Linked DNA regions of Anas platyrhynchos: region 1 is linked to region 2. Evidence: chromatin contacts called from public Hi-C data. All regions are on one chromosome and are shown on one strand. The core of a region is the stretch at or near the end of the contact, and the rest is flanking DNA. Distances in the headings are between cores, read along the strand shown.

The links. A called contact is a pair of places that touch in the nucleus more often than the background predicts.
Region 1: a contact with region 2 is called in a Hi-C map of liver, with 3 times the contacts expected there. The contact joins the enhancer-like site here to the promoter of STK31 in region 2. A contact is called at or near these places in 2 of 8 Hi-C or Micro-C datasets (liver and subcutaneous adipose tissue).

Annotation. Positions count from the first base shown.
Region 1 is chr2:126,030,510-126,033,209 of IASCAAS_PekinDuck_T2T, forward strand. The region is part of intron 4 of IGF2BP3 (insulin like growth factor 2 mRNA binding protein 3); the gene reads left to right. Among named protein-coding and RNA genes, the nearest start is that of MALSU1, 54 kb to the right of the region's middle. Within about 2 kb of position 1,357, at least 3 of the 8 cell types and tissues checked have an H3K27ac peak or open chromatin away from gene starts, as enhancers often do.
Region 2 is chr2:125,888,447-125,891,146 of IASCAAS_PekinDuck_T2T, forward strand. STK31 (serine/threonine kinase 31) reads right to left here and starts at 1,417. Exons shown (of 24, transcript XM_038175395.2): 1 at 1,222-1,417; 2 at 925-1,016; 3 at 763-815. The coding sequence starts at 1,295.

The sequences.
Region 1 (2,700 bases), core at 107-2,606, 140 kb after region 2:
TGGTGTGGGCTGTGCTCAGTTTGTCTCACGTGAAGAGCCTCTGGCCTCTTGTGCAGAAGTGCAGCGTTCCCCTTGCTGCTGAAGTGGCTTTGAAGCTGCACTTTGGATGCCCAGAAGTGCTGAGCACTGTGGAAAATCAAGCCCTCGGTGTCCAAATTGGTCACTCAATTAGTAGTTCCTTCTGACAATTTTGGTTTTGTTCTCTGTGGTTCAGTTTTACATTCTTAAAACCCTGGTAATGCCACCTAAACACAGTTGTATTATAGGGTAAACTTATTAATAGTTTTGAACATTTGGATACAACTGTAAGTTCCCAGGAGAAGAATTCACTCCAGGGTTTGTATGGGATGTGGTAAATACGCCAGAGTTATTGTTTTCAGGCGCTGCCTTTCTGGTGTGTGCAAACAATGACTTCAGCAGCTTCCAGACTTATTTTTCTGATTCTTCCAGACTATGGTCATGGTTTCATGAGACAGTAAACTGGGTATTGGAGGGCCTACGAGACGAAAAACACCATCACCACATGTTGCAATGTGCCGAGCCATTGCAAGCTGGCTTTGCCTATTCAAATGCCTTCACGACATTTTGAAGCAACTTTATCCCGGCAGCCCACGTGTTGGTTTGGATCCTCCATGTCCACGCTGCTCTGGTCTCACCTTATATTTGGTAAAAACGGGCAAAGCTGCTGTGTTTGTGCTCTGACGTGTGGCAGTGCCCAGGCCAGCCTAGCACCAGCTCTGGGGCCTGTGGTGGCTTCCACACAGGTGGCGCCGCCTTGTTTGGTTGCACCTCGCAGAGATGACGGCTTCCACGGGGATTCATTATGTGCTTCTTCATGTTTAATTTTCCTTGTAAGCTATGCTGGCCGGGCCCCCTAGTGGGGATACAAGTTTTACCAATCAAAAGATTACTGAAGCCGAAAGGAAGCCGCTCTGAAGACCTTCTGTTGCTGTAAGTCGTGGGGCTGGGCGAGCGCTGGTTCCTCTGCTGAGGCGAGGTCTTGCTTCATGCACCCGTGTCGCAAGTGCACAAGGGCCTGGTGGGGATTACATCAGGCTGTTGTGTTGCATTAGTGGAATTTAATTTTTTTTTTTGTGGGCTTAAATATGCCAACAGAGCACGTAAGGTGTACAGATGGCATCAGTGGTTCAAACAGGCTTGATATCTGGAGTGCTACCAGCACCGCCTCCCCCCCCATACTCACCTGGCTCTTTCCTTTTCTTTCACCTTGCCTCTCCTTTCTAAAAAGAGATGCCACTTGTGCCAGCAACTTCTTTCCTCATGTTGTTGCCAGTCCCTCCCCCCCCTTTTTTGTTAAATCACCTGGAACACTCACGGAGTGTTTGCTGCCAAAAGCTTCCACGTGGCCTTTTACTGAATGACCCTAATCCTCCTGTCTCAGTTTCTGCCTCTGCTGCTTGTGATTTCAGTTGTGTTGGCTAATTTTAACTCCTGATCAGTGTTCTAAGAGTTGTGGAAGTAAGGGTGGTGGTCTAAAGCACTTGCTTTACGAGTGAAGAAAACAATTTTAGGTTGTGCAGTAACACTGAAGTTCCTGCATTTTGTGTGAGAAACAATAAGGGAAACTGTTCTTCTATACCCGATGCCTTGAGACTAATTTTTTTTTTCTGGTGTAGGGCAGGAATCATACAGTCCCAGTATGAAGAGATGCACAAAATAGTGCAGAAAATGACTGTTCTGGCTTTTTCAAAGGCTCCACTTCTAAACTCGGGAAATCTGCATGAAAACCGGAATATTTCAACGTGGGCTTTGAGCTCTCAGCACTGCTGAAGGGTAGTGTTTGCTCGTGAGGCAGCCCTTGTAGAGCAGTTGCGATTTGTGGGGCTTGGTGTAGGGTAACGCTGTTTATAATGAAGTCAGAACTGGCTTTTAGAGCCTGATGAATGAAAGTCCACAGCATAAGACTGCGGCTTTTTGTGAGAGAGACATCTGTGCTATAACAAGAGCAGGAGACCCAATTTAGACAACTGCTAGAACAAGAGCTCAAGAAAAGGAAAGACTTTTTTTTAGCTTAGATGAAAAGTTTATACAAATAAACTTTTCAGCTGCTCATCAGAATTGCTGCTGCACCACCAACTTGGCTTTGAATTTTGTTCTGATTGCCCAACAAGGCTGTACACGAAGAGTGTTACGGAAGAGCAGCTTAAACAAAACATGTTTGTTTTTCAGCAGAATTAGAGGCTTTGGGCTAGAGAGAAAAATTTGGGGAGAGGAAAAGACAGTATGAAGAGAAATATGAAAAAATGGAAGGATATGAATAGAAACTGGCTGTTGCAGTAAATACATGTGAGGCAAGAAACACATGCAAGAGTGGAGCTCAGTGTTTTGACAGTGAGTTACAATAGAGGATCTGGTTTTGAGTACACACAACTCTTCCCAACTGGATCAGCTGCTTCTATTAAAAGTATCCATCTCCCTACAAAGCTCGCTGGAAAATAGATGCACGCACACATCTGCCCCAACCACTGCTGATATATATTTTTACTAGTATATTTTTAAATACAGTCTGGTTAAATGGCTGCCCCTGTGGTGTTGCTCACACTTCCAACCTTGCTGCATGAGCAAGGTGATGAAAACATAAGCGTATATTGAGTACTGTGCTGCAAAGAGCAAGTTTCCTTGACACAACAGGGATTGTGTTCTGTTTTTGTTCAAGTTCCAGTCTTTGGAGGAAACTTC
Region 2 (2,700 bases), core at 167-2,666:
AAGACTGTCAGTTCCAGTAACATGACATTTATTAGATGTCATCCTACTTGCAATTCAAAGCAAAGAATCCAGAGCTCAGAGCAGGAAACAAAGCATTAATGCAAGTAAATATTCTGTTGTCCTCAAAAGCCCACTCTTAACTTTCACACCTTACAATGCTAAATAAGACACCATAACTGAGTCTCAGAATCCTAGGGTATGAACCCAAAGGAAAATGAACCATCATTATTATATTTCAATTTAAAAAATCAACTTTTTTTTTTTTAATAAAAAAGGAGGTGTTACATAGGCAGAGCAAGCAAAGCTTGGTCTCTCTGCCCTAATCCGTATTATCAATAAGGTAAACAGCAGCACCTCCTGTGACTGGCTCCAAGCTAGGCAGCGCCACAAAACATACACCAGTTACAGCTCTACAGCCAGCAGACCAAACAGAAAAGACAACCCTAGGGGCTCCTTCTAGATTTCCCCTTCTCTCTGCCACATCAATTAATGAAAACTACTCTTCCCCCACACACTACCCCAAAGTACATGTGAAAATCCAGCTACAACTCAAATGGATGGATAAGCAATTCCCTTTCATGCTTTAGGAAAGATGAAGTAGCCAAATTCAGTTTAAAGTAGTACAGTACTTGGATTCTGAGATCTAAATTAATGTTTTTTTTTTAAGACAAACACTACCAGTTCTCACTTCCACAGAAACTCGCCATAGGGGACAAGTAAGATGAAGCACTTGATTAAAACCAAGCAGCTCTTGAAATTCACCTGTGCCCAAAACGTTATGGCATCTTCAACGTGGCAGCCCACAACATCTTCAACTTGAGGGAGAAAAAAGACACGGTAAGGAAGATTTAAGTTACTCCTGAATGTAAGATTATGCTGTTGGTGTTTTTTGTTTGTTTGTTTTTAAAAGAAACCTCGCATTACCTTTGCTGCACTCTGCATCTCCATCCATGACAGCAGGTCCTGAGACACCACCACACCCCTTGGGATGCTCCTCGCAGACCCTGCCCCGGAGCCTTTCACAGGTCAAAAATGAGACTCCGCACCCCACAGCAACCCCAAACCCTGCTCCAGCGCTCCCCACCACGCCCCCCACCCCTTCCTGCTCTCCCACCACTTGCCCCAACTCCCCACCAGCGCCACCAACGCGTCAGAGCCCCTTTTCTTTGCTAAAAACGCGGTTTTTAATCCGCGAGGAAGCGCCACAGAGCAGAGCCCCACCTCCCCCAGCCCGGCGCTACCCGAGGTGGCCGGGCCCTGCCGAGGCCACACGTGCCTCCGCCGCCACCGCGCATGCGCCCGCCGCCAGCCCCGGGCCGTGAAATGGCGGCCCCGGCCCGCTGAGGGGGCGTAGGGCGGTGCCCGGGTGCCTCGTCCACCCCCGGGGGCGTTTGGGGGCCCTAAAGGGCTGTGGTGGCCGGGCTGATCAGAGGTGTGGCAGCTTGACAAAGCGGTTCTGTGCTGGTGCTGTTAATTGGCTGTCAATTTACGCGCTGCCCTTCCTCCCAGACCTGAGAAAGACACACATTTTATAACTAGTATCGGGAGCGCAGCATCAGGTGGAGCTCCTTCCCTGGGATCACTGATCAGTGTTTACTTCTACGAATAGCCATCTTACGCCTAAGTCTTTTCAGAAGATGAATATGTGGTCTCTACTCTTGAATGTTATAATGGCAAATAATTCCTCTGAAAGCCAACTATTTAAAACATGGAAAGTGCATAAATGTTGCCTAAGACCCATGCAATTACCCTTTAATATTTTAGAGCACTCTGTGACAAAACCCCAAAAACATTTTTCTCGTGCCACATTTCTTGATTAGAGTCAGGAATGGTTAATGTGTCTGGCTGAACAGCAGATATTGCCCACAAATTGTACAGATGAACTGATAATTTAGCCATCCCAGGATGTTATGTTCAAAGTTCATGGCTGCTCTCAAGAAAACAGATCACCAACAACTACATGTTAAACAACTTTTTATATAATGATCAATGGCAATGGCAAACACTTTGGCATCTGGTCTCTTTTACCAAAATGTATATATAAATATATATATAAATATTGTTTTAATAGAAGTACGGAGAGATTTTTCAGTGGAATTGGAGGTTACAATTTCAATCCTTCAAAATGATATTTTTCAGGATAATTTTTGTTTGGTTACTTTAAATAAGAGAAGTTCTGGTTAAGTCTGCAAATTACACTCAGGACATGACTTCTGTCTCCAGTTTTCACAGCCAACAATGTTTTAAAATATATTCTACTGATTTTTTCATGTATAAGTAATACAAATCCTGCAAAAAGTTCTACACAAGTAGTACCAAGAAGTCAAAAGTAAGCCTTCTAAAAACAAACCATATTTTTTTTTTTACTTAGAAGTCATCAATATGGGTAAAAAGTGATCCGAACACCTAAGCAATATTTATTGCAGATGATATTTTCTCAATCGTTTTCCAGCTACAAAGAGTTATTATGAAATAAATGTAGTAATTTTGTAGTGTCATTTAGATGGAAACATTAAATATGTTTAAGCACTGAGTAAGGTTTTAAAAGATTAACTTTAATAAAAAACAGTTCATGGTGACTGAAGTATAGTTTAGTGTGACTGGATTTGGGGAAAGCAAGCATTTAAAACTGGCAAGTATTTTTAATTTTAAAAGTTAATAAAAGTACAAGTTATTTCCTAAAAGTGGAAATAAATAGGG